Regions from separate parts of the Sus scrofa genome. Here all the other regions are linked to region 2. Evidence: chromatin contacts called from public HiChIP or PLAC-seq and promoter capture Hi-C data. All regions are on one chromosome and are shown on one strand. The core of a region is the stretch at or near the end of the contact, and the rest is flanking DNA. Distances in the headings are between cores, read along the strand shown.

The links. Promoter capture Hi-C pulls out the DNA fragments that hold promoters and counts their contacts. HiChIP or PLAC-seq counts read pairs in DNA pulled down with a chosen protein or histone mark.
Region 1: an H3K27ac HiChIP or PLAC-seq map of alveolar macrophages shows a contact between it and region 2. The contact joins the promoter of PSME4 here to the promoter of CLHC1 in region 2. A contact is called at or near these places in 1 of 5 promoter capture datasets (fetal liver) and 1 of 2 datasets of contacts at active chromatin or transcription factors (alveolar macrophages).
Region 3: a promoter capture Hi-C map of liver shows a contact between it and region 2, with 13 times the contacts expected there. The contact joins the promoter of ERLEC1 here to the promoter of CLHC1 in region 2. A contact is called at or near these places in 1 of 5 promoter capture datasets (liver) and 1 of 2 datasets of contacts at active chromatin or transcription factors (alveolar macrophages).

Annotation. Positions count from the first base shown.
Region 1 is chr3:87,229,691-87,233,075 of Sscrofa11.1, forward strand. It overlaps PSME4 (proteasome activator complex subunit 4), which reads left to right and starts at 1,820. Exons shown (of 47, transcript XM_003125150.6): 1 at 1,820-2,317. The coding sequence starts at 2,076. ACYP2 (acylphosphatase-2) reads right to left here and starts at 1,686. Exons shown (of 5, transcript XM_021088229.1): 1 at 1,495-1,686.
Region 2 is chr3:85,990,989-85,994,413 of Sscrofa11.1, forward strand. It overlaps CLHC1 (clathrin heavy chain linker domain-containing protein 1), which reads left to right and starts at 1,319. Exons shown (of 10, transcript XM_021087534.1): 1 at 1,319-1,924. RPS27A (ubiquitin-40S ribosomal protein S27a) reads right to left here and starts at 1,269. Exons shown (of 6, transcript XM_003125136.5): 1 at 1,190-1,269; 2 at 1,028-1,092; 3 at 504-558; 4 at 1-84. The coding sequence starts at 1,075.
Region 3 is chr3:87,387,828-87,391,308 of Sscrofa11.1, forward strand. ERLEC1 (endoplasmic reticulum lectin 1) reads right to left here and starts at 1,987. Exons shown (of 13, transcript XM_003125148.4): 1 at 1,632-1,987. The coding sequence starts at 1,793. It overlaps ASB3 (ankyrin repeat and SOCS box containing 3), which reads left to right and starts at 2,136. Exons shown (of 10, transcript NM_001205042.1): 1 at 2,136-2,188.

The DNA of each region.
Region 1 (3,385 bases), core at 570-3,069, 1.2 Mb after region 2:
TTCCCAGGCTAGGGGTCGAATCAGAGCTGCAGCTGCCAGCCTACCACCACAGCTGCAGCAACGCAGGATCCAGAGCCTTGACTGTGACTTAAACTACAGCTCACAGCAACACCGGATCTTTAACCCACTGACTGGGGTCAGGGATTGAAACTGAGTCCTCATGGATACTAGTCAGATTCATTATCAATGAGCCATAATGGGCACTCCCGCCTGTTTATCTTTTAGCAATACTCTATATCTCATTCCCTCCATTCTACCTATATGCTAATCCATATCCCATTTCAGATGACCCTCCTGATCCATACACCAAAATATTTTTCCATCCTTCAGGCATTCTGCTTCCATAGCTGTTTCTGCTGTGTTCTCTTAATTCAAGGGCTTCACCATATACTGTTTCCTAAGCCAGAAATCTGACATTGTCTTGACTCATTCCCTCTGTTTTACTCTTCATGTCCAGTCAACTACCAAGCGCAGGCATTTCAACGGACATGAGCGCCACCATTAAGTCACATCTCCTTAAAGGGTCCACCAGCTTCCAATTTTATCTGTTCTAATCCATTCTCCACACAAACCCAGAGTGATTCTTCAAAAACATAAATTATATAATGCCTCTTCTATGCTTATCAATTTTCAGCTTCTTGTTGCCTTTAAGATAAAGCTCTAGGAGTTCCTGTCATGGCCTAGCAGAAACAAATCTGACTAGTACCCATGAGGACGCAGGTTCTATCCCTGGTTGGGGTCGGGGATCTGGCATTGCCGTGAGCTGTGGTGTAGGTTGCAGACTTGGCTCAGATCCTGCATTGCTGTGGCTGTAGCATAGGCTGGCAGCTGCAGCTTAGATTCCACCCCTAGCCTGGGAACTTCCATATGGCACCGCAGCTGCTCTAAATAAGACCAAAAAAATAAATAAATAAATAAAAATTTTTAAAAAAGGATAAAGCTCTAAAAACTCCCTAGCATGTCCTTCTCAGTCTCAGTAATTTACTCCCCTCTCTACTAACCGCCTGCAGTCATTCTGAACTTTGAATTCCTGGAATGCAGGCTTGCAGCCTATGCTGCTCCCTCAGCTGAAATATATGTATGTTCCTCTCTCTTCTTTTTCTAATCGGTTCGGCACTTAACCCTTAAGCTCAACGCTACATGTAATTTCTAGGAAACCATCTTAAGTTTCCCAGAAATACAGTGTGAAGTCATCTTTAGGTGTTCCCAAGACATTCTGTACTTATCTAGCAGTATTGTCTTGTAATTGCATATTCTCTAATCAAGAGATCCACGCGATGTAAAGCCCCTGGAGCGCAGAAACCAGGTGCTCTAAAACTTTCCAACTCTAGGGCCTAAAATAAGTGTCTGACACACAGTAGTAGTTCAATTAATATTTGCTGAATGTTGAACTCTTTTCTTTGGAATGAGGGCGGCCAAAAGAATGCCAGAAAGACAAGGGCTTAAAGGGGTCACTAAAAAATCGATAAGCAGCAAGTGGGACGGATAGAGTACCTAGGTTTTTCCATAAACTCGGCATGGGGCACTACGTCGACTGTCTCATCGGAGGCCACGGCGACTAGCGGTTCCTGAGGGCAGCCGCAAGCAGTGCGAGACCCTAGGCGAGGAAGGACAATAACTTGGAATTCGGACTCGATTTCCGGCGGGACAGCCTCGCGCTGGGCCGCTGAGGCCCAGGGGTGGGGGCTCGGAGCCCGGCCCACAGGGAGGAAGGCGCTGCCCGCTGGGCTGCCTCTGCGGCCGCCTCCTCCTCCGACGCCGTCGCCCCTCCCCACCCCGCCCCGCCCCGGAAGTGACTTGAGGCCGGTCCGGAACCTCCGGGCCCGGCGGCTGCAGCGTCACCAGCCGAGCCGGTGCGGAGCGGGCTGAGCGGCCGCTGCCGCCGCCAACGAACCGGGCACCGCGCGGGGGTCAGCAGCGCGCCGGCCAGGGGAGGGGGCCCAGCAATAGGGCAGAGGGTTACGGGCCGCCGGCGGCCGCAGGGCGACGACGACGCGGAGGAGGCGGAGCCCGGAGAGGGGTGGGGGCCGGGGAGGGTTAGGGTGGGAGGGGGTTGGGGGGTTGTCCCTGGGCTCATGGAGCCGGCCGAACGGGCAGGCGGCGGGGATCCCTCGGAACCGGGCGGGCGTCCAAGTCCGAACCCGCGGGGCTTCGTCCCGCAAAAGGAGATCGTCTACAACAAGCTGCTGCCCTACGCCGAGCAGCTGGACGCCGAATCCGACTTGCAGCTGGCCCAGATCAAAAGCAACCTGGGCCGGGCGGTGCAGCTCCAAGAGCTGTGGCCCGGGGGCCTCTTCTGGACTAGGAAACTCTCCACGTAAGTGTTCCAGGGCCTGCGGAACGGACTAGAGGCGAAGGCTTGGTTTGAGGGCGTCCGCGGGAGGCGGGGGGACGGCTCTTTGTGGGCACCGGACCCCTGCACTCTCATCTCTGTCCGGTTAGGGCGGATCGTCTCTGTGCTGTAGTCCCAGGGCCGCGACCGAAGCCTGGGTAGCACTCAAGGTTCCCTAACACTTTCCTGTGGGATCTCCCTGGTCCTCACCAGCCCATTACGTCCTCCGCAGCTGCTTTTCCCCAAGATTTCGTGTTGTTGTCTTCCAACATTCGGGGCCTCAGGGAGCGAGAGGGCTTTGGGCTCCCAGGGGAAAGAGGTGAGCGGTCCCCCAAGGGTCCTTCTTGGACCTTTGCCCACTTCGGGGCGAGTGGAGAAGATTGGTCTTTGGGTGAGCAATTCGACTTTTTCTGGTGTTGCCTTCGATTCTTTCTTCCCCCATGGTCCCTGCCTCTTCCTGTCCTTTATTTCGTGTCTACTAACTTTCTGAATGAGAAAAAGGCCGTAGGGAACTTACGGTTCTGCTTTATTGGGCCTTCTCAGCCTTCGTGGATTTCATTGAAAGGATTGGTTTAAATCAGCCGTCAGCGCATTCTTGAGCTGTGTACTATACGTTAATGTTGAGAATGTTGAGTCTTAGAACCTCGGGAAAGAGTATGTTGCTCCTGTTGTGACATTTCCTTTGGAAATGAGCGGTACTAAGGAAAATAGAGAAGAGAGCTGTCAGGCTGTCCCGGGCGTTATTGGTATCGGGCTTATGTTAATTTTTGAGTTGCTTATAGATTACCTAAATCCGTTTCAGTTCTGTTCTTCTTTTGATACTTTTTGTTGTTGCATAAACTGGCTGCAAACTATATTGCCACTGAAATTTAGAGGAAACCGAGTAAAATACAGTTGGAGGAAGGTTAGAGGCTTAATTTGCTAGATGTGTCTTCACTGTGTCAGAAGAACTTTTTTTTTTTCCAGAAGAACTTTTTTTAAAAAAAATTGTTGCTATATCTTGTTTCATTAACTATACATAAAGTCTGTAGCATTGTATGTTCGTGCTTATGG
Region 2 (3,425 bases), core at 69-2,568:
TTTGAATGTTGTAGTCAGACAAAGTACGTCCATCTTCCAGTTGCTTGCCAGCAAAGATCAGTCTTTGCTGGTCAGGAGGAATCCCTAATTAGATTAAAATAAATAAATAAAATTAAGTGATTGCAAATCAAGCATATCTGCTCAAGATTTACAATCCTGAATCAAATAAATGGTACTAATAGTCATCAGTGGTTTTTGCTACAGACAATGTCTAAAGTAAATGTTTAATTTTATCTTATTTAATCTTAATACGGGTTAACATGATCATTTTATAGCTGATAACAGATGTAAATTAACTAGTTCATCTAAACTCACACTTGTGAAGGTACTGCAGCTTAGCCCCATGCCAAAACATTTGTCTACTGTCTTAGTTCAAAAGCGTTTTTGTCAACCTGACCTCTTCCACCCCACCAAAAGCATTTATGTCTAATGGCCTGAGCCTCTACAGATGAGTTTTAAAATGATTATATTAATCCATATTGAGATTAGTTTTAAAAAATTACCTTCCTTATCCTGGATCTTAGCCTTTACATTTTCTATTGTATCCGAGGGTTCGACCTATAAGTTTTGAAATGCAAGTATATTAGTAACACAAAAGAAACTAAAATAAACGCTCAATTCAACTTGAAGCTTGCTCAGGTACGCAGCCTCTGGGGACTGAAGTCACCCACGCCTCTTGATTTCTCTACACTGGGCGGGCTCCCAGGCACGCACACTTCCTCCCCCAGCCCGGGCCACGGCGGTGGCAGCCGAGCCACACGTGCTCGCGCGGAGCTGCGGGGGACGCCTCCCTCCCGCCACGCCAACCCGGCTTCAGCTACCTGGCCGGGACGAGGTGACAGGCTCGGACCTTTTACCGAAAACCTGCCCTAAGCCCTTGCTCAGCAGTAACAACGCTCACTTCAAAGCCAGGTTTCAGAGGGCAGGCTCGGAAACGTACTGCAAAGCAGAATACAGCGCGAGTGCCGAAATCCGCCTCAAGCCCCCCTCCTTCAGGCCGTGCCTTCTGCCTCTGCCTCGCACGTACCTCGAGAGTGATGGTCTTGCCCGTCAGCGTCTTCACGAATATCTGCATCTTGGCGGCGGTTCCACCTGAGCGTGAGGAAAAGAAGAAAATGAGTGAGATTTGGGTACAAAGAAGGGCTACAGCGGGCCCCGGGGCGGAGAAAGACCTAGAGCACACACTCACCACAGATGGCGGATCCGAAAGGAAGGGCGCTCCGACGGTCCAAGGCTTTCCCGACGTCCCCCAAGGCCCCGCCTCCTAGGCGTCCATGCAATGCCTGAGCGCTGTCGTAGCGGCTGTCCAACCACATGCCAGACCAAGTCGTGACCTAGCTTCTCTTTTCTAGCCTGGCTTACTTTTTATTTTAACCTCCAGAGTGCTCTCTAAGTAGTAGACTTAAACAACTCAAAAATTGTTTTTAAAAAGCTTTCTCCCTCTAGTTGACGTGGCCAAGAGGGTCTTTCAAAGGGGGTGGGGTTGAGGGGGGGGCCTCACGAGGGAAAGGGAGGAAGTAGAAGTCTTTTCTGGGAACTGTAGTTTTCCAACGCTTTCTCTTTTTTTTAGGACTTCTTGTCCCGAGATGCAGTTCCACACGCCCGGGTTTCCTGGTTACTATACCTAGTTACAGCCTAGCGCTGGAGTTGGGGTTTGCTGAAGGTGGTTAAGGTTAGGTGGGAGCAAGGGTGAAGCGCAGTAATGGTTTCGGGGAAAGTGTAAATGGCTTGGAAATGGTTAGGAGGAAAAGTTAGGAGGCTGGAAAAGGGTGGAGGAACCAAAGTGTTGTTCATCCCCTTACATAAGCGGTGAGGGGCGGAGGATCAGCCATCTACCACCGAACGCTTCCCGGTTCTTCAAGGGAAGGGCATTCCTGTGGCCAACTCCAGGCAAGCTGAATAGGTGATGCTCCTAAAACCTTGGGTCGGTCTTTTTCTCGGCCTATAGCCCCTCCCCACCTTCAACCCCCTAGGCTCCCCTAGTCTGAGAAGGTTCTGTCTAGTGTGTCACTTCGAGGTGTGCAATGGCTTAATATGTTGAAAAACGTCAGAAGTTTTCAAATTTTCTAATGAAGCCATAGGGGAAAGAAACCTGCGGAATGGTTCTTTATTGTAGAGTTTCCAAGTTTAGACTTTGGAATTGTGGTGAAAATCCTAAGAGGAAATTTTTGAAGAATGTGGGGCGCTCTCCCGGCGAGGCGGGCGGGTTAGCACTTCCCCTGGCCTTTCTCCGCTGTACAAACCACAGAATCCTTATACACACCCCTCCTATTGTCTAATTACTTTATTTCTCTGTGCCCTCTCCTTTGCATCCCCATCCCCACGTTCAGGTCCTCCTTAATTTTTTTTTTTTAATGATTTTTACCTTTTCCATTATAGCTGGTTTACAGTGTTTTGTCAGTTTTCTACTGTACAGCAAGGTGGCCCAGTCACACATACACATATACATTCTTTTTTTCACATTTTCATGTTCCATCATAAGTGACTAGTAGGTCCTCCTTAATTTTCTCTGTTCCCAGTCTTTCTTTTCTAACCTACCTTCACTGTTGCCTCCAAAATATTCTAAAAAATAAAAAAATGATTATGTCATTATTTTAATTCACCTTCAAGATGAAATCCAAATTTCTTTTTCCTTTTTTTTTTTTTTTTTTTGCTTTTCAGGGTCACACATGTGACATATGGAAGTTCCCGAGCTAGGGGTTGAATTGGGGAGCTGGAGCTGCCTGCCTACACAACAGCGTCAACAGCTCAGGATCTGAGCTGCTTCTGTGACCTCCACCACAGGTCATGGCATCTCCAGATTCCCCAACCCACTGAGCAAGGCCAGGGATTGAACCCACACCCTCATGGATACTAATTGGGTTTGTAACCCACTGAGCCACAATGGGAACTCCAAATTTCTTTTTTTCTTTTTTTTTTTTTTAAGCTTTATTGAGGTATTGTTGATTCACAAGGTTGTGATAATTACTGTTGTACAACTGAGTGATTCAGTTATACATGTACAAACAGCCATTCTCTTTCAGATTCCTTTCCCACATAGCGAAATTTCTTAATGTGATATTCAGCCTCTTCCTTACAGCCTAATCTGCTAAACCCATTACCGTTACTCACTTTACACCACTTTATTAACATTGAAGTAATCAAAGTTCCTGATATGCTCTTTCATACTTTGGCTCTTTCTTTCTTTCTTCCTTTTTTTTTTTTTTTTTTTTTTTTTTTTTTGTCTTTTTAAGGCTGCATTCATGGCTATGGAAGTTCCCAGGCTAGGGGTCGAATAGGAGCTGTAGCCACCAGCCTATGCCACAGCCACAGCAACTCCAGATCTGAGCTGTGGCTATGACCTACGCTGCAACTCCCGGCCACACCTGATCCTTTAACCCACTGAATGAGGCCAGGGATAAAACCCGGATCATCACGGGTTCTAG
Region 3 (3,481 bases), core at 737-3,236, 1.4 Mb after region 2:
ACATGCTGCATTATGAGGGAACTTCAAACGTGCCCGTTTTAGATTATTATAGTTCACTGCCAAAGAAAATTAAAAACAAAATTTAGAAATAAGATTGTTAGATATATGAAAGGTTAGTACAATGTACATTAAGTCTGAGATCTTTTCCCATAACTTCTTAGCCAGCAAACACCAGTGCTAAAAAAAAAAAGGAAAAAAAAAATTGAACAACTTGGTAGTAACTTATAAAAAGGCTGGTTTCCGTCATCTGCTATAGATCAGTAAATCTTCAGAACCACATATCAGCATGCCTTTTGCCACAGGTGCAAGAGTAAAAAATTTAAATGACCACATTCTTTAAACATTTGCCAAGGTCATGCTAAATATGCCCTGTGGAAATAATAACGGAGGTTGGACTAAAGCATTATCATTCCAAGCCTCCTAAAGTTATAGCTAACTTACAGTAAACTTTTATATGAGTATTTTAATATATCAATATTTCCTAGTATTAATAAAAAGATATATCAGGTTTCTTAGAGAAATACTTACTTAGATAAACTTGAGAACCACTGACTACCAGAAATGAAGAAGTGAAAACTGAGAGGTGGCAAAACAAACCACAAATATTAGCAAAAATTAACATTTGCAAATAGAAATCTATTGTGGTAATGATGACATCCCTTACCCTGGTAAATTCTGTACTGACATCACAGTTTCACTTATTCACGTTTCAGTGAAAGAGTAGCAGAATAACACACTAAAATAGTTTTCCAAGTAGAAGGACTGCAGGTAGTGGAATAAGTATTAAAAAAAAAAAAAAAAGATATTTTGCATTTTCCTGGTCTTCTATTGGAAATAAATGTATCAATTACCCATACGGTAAGTATCACAAGAGCACAATTTTTATTGGCCTACAGTGGATAGAAAGACTCTTCAGCAGTCTACTTTCCAAAGGGAGAAGTGCAAATTTTCATTACTTTGAGGTAATACATATGTTCTTCAACGTAGGAAATCCAATTATAAAATTTCACGTTCTGGAGTCTTAAATAATAGCTATAGTAAATACATGAAAACTGTAAAGGATATTCTGCATACAGCGTCATTAACTTCTCACAGGCCAAATAGCACTCTCAGAAACAACTTGGGAAGGGAAAAGAGGGCCTTATACGTATATGTATTGTGTGTATATATGAGAGAAAGAGCGAATATGAGGAAGAGAACTCTTATTCACAGTAGAACTGGTTGTGTGGGAAGAGTGGTGTGTAATACTCCTGGAAGGAGAGAAGGCTTCTGGTGGAGGAAGAGCTGCAGATGACTTTACAAAAAGATAGATGTGTGCGCCCGACGATGTTCTGGGACAGCTTCTTCCACAGGGTGGGAGTGTTGGTAAGGTCAAGTGAGACAGATTTTTAAAGGGAGAGAGCCTGTCCCGAATGCGGAGCATGGAGGGCACATCCCAGACAACGTAGTGGATAAACATTTGCTGTATGAATGAATGAAAGCGGGGTCAGTGAAGCTTTGTATTGGGGAAGGAAGTGTGCGCCTAGAGAGAAGGTTCTACGGGTAAAAAGCAAAGAATACCGAAGGAAGGGGCCGAGCCCTTGAGCGCTAGGAGGAAGAGAGATGGCTACCGGGTTCGCGAGGGCACTGACCAGAGAGAACTCGGTGCCGGGCCAGTTGACTCGGAAAGGGATGTCATCGCTGAGCTGGGGCAGCGCTCGGCCGCCGCCGGACGCCTCTAGGAGACCGCAGAGGACAAGTAACACCTGTCCGCCTGGGACCAGACTCCGAGAGCCGCCGCCTCCTTCCTCCATCCTCCGCCGCCGAGTTTTCCAGCCGCCGCCACAACCTCCTCGGCCCACAGAGGACGAGAGGAGGGGGAGGAGGAGAAGGAGGCGGCGGGACTACCAAGCGGCCAGGGAGCCCTGGGCCCAACCGCCGCCACGTCTCCTTCCGGAGAGCCCTACAACACCGCCCCCGCCCCCTTGGGCTTCCCGCCACCGTTTCCGGGGCGGGCGGCACATCAACATCCGGGGTCGCTGAGCCGAACGCCTACGGAAGCCGGGACATCAGCCTGGTTTCTCGGGTTTCCAGCAACTGCGGTCTCGCGGCTGGCAGCGAACACAGCGGTCTCCCGGAAAGGGACCCTGAAAGACCCGGCCTCCGACCAGCCTTTTTGGCGACGAAGAAGTGGCTGCACGCCGAGCCGGTGAGTCCGGGAGGCGGCGGCCACTCCCTCCCGCCACCCGCGAGGTTCCAGAGGGTGGGTGGAGGCTTGGCCCTAGCTAGAGCGTCTAGAAAACAGTGTGAGCGCGGGCGGGTGCTGGTTTTGAGATGCGAGTATTGGGTGTAGCGATGAGAAATGAGAATTGGCGCTGTTCCTGAATTCTCGCTGCCCTTCTTTCTCCTTTTCTCCGCACGTAAGCATCTGTACACTTCATCTTTCCCGCTCAGGCTTCTCTCCGCCTCCTTTGCTGCGGTCACTTCAGTACTTTCAACTCTTCCCAGGGCGGTTGGCGTAGCCTCTGCAGCTCTGGGTTCTGGCAAACTTGAGCTGAGGAAACCTGTCGTCCTCCAGTATAAAAATACTGCGATTGTCCAAGGGTGGCATGGTCGGAGACTCTGCTTGTGGGGACCGCAGCTAGTTATTTCAACCCCTACTTTTTTTTTTTTTTTCTTTTTTAACCCCACATGGGGCTCCTCTTTCAGTCCGGAGTTCAAGTGTTGAGTTGCTGGTCTGTCAAGGAAGCTGATAAATTTCCTTAGATGAGGTTTAGGGTCAGGGGAATGTAAATTATGAACTCACATGCGATTTAGGCACGTCTGAGTGCGTTCAAGATAAAACGAAAAGTTTTCGATTCCCCTCCCCCCCCTTTGAAAATGCCATTGTTTTAATCTCCAGTATAATAGGCTATAGCTGTAGAGCTCCTATCATTGTTTTTCTGGGGGTGGGAAAAGCTAAACCTTTTTGCTATGTCTGCTAAAAGACTGTGTCGTTCGTCGTGCCCACTTCCCTCGCCCCAGCAATTTGAGTCAAATAAAAAAGCAGGAAGAGCAATCTATTTTTCGTCTTACAAATTTCCTTTTTTAAAAGCATAGGGAATCCAGAGTGTCAAAGAAAATAACTTTGTTCCAGGATTGAGATGTTGTTCATTGATTAAGGTACTTTTTAATGCTTAATGTGTGCGCTAACGCTGGAATTGGTAAATGGGAAATAAATGGGTTTCTGTCCTCCCCATCTCTCACTGTCTAGCAAGGGAGATTACATGGACAAAGAATGATAACCTATTGTGGAAGTAATAAAGCAGTTAACATTAATACAACATGTACTTTTTGCACTAGTCTAAGTACTTTATATGTATTATGAGGCAGATAGTGCAGATTATATGTAGTATAGGGATGTTAGAGTGGAGCAATAAGGCAGGACAGGGGTTGGGCACCTTGGTTCAGACCTCTAACCCCCAGAACTGTGCAGCAATAAATTTCTGTTGTTTTAAGCTGC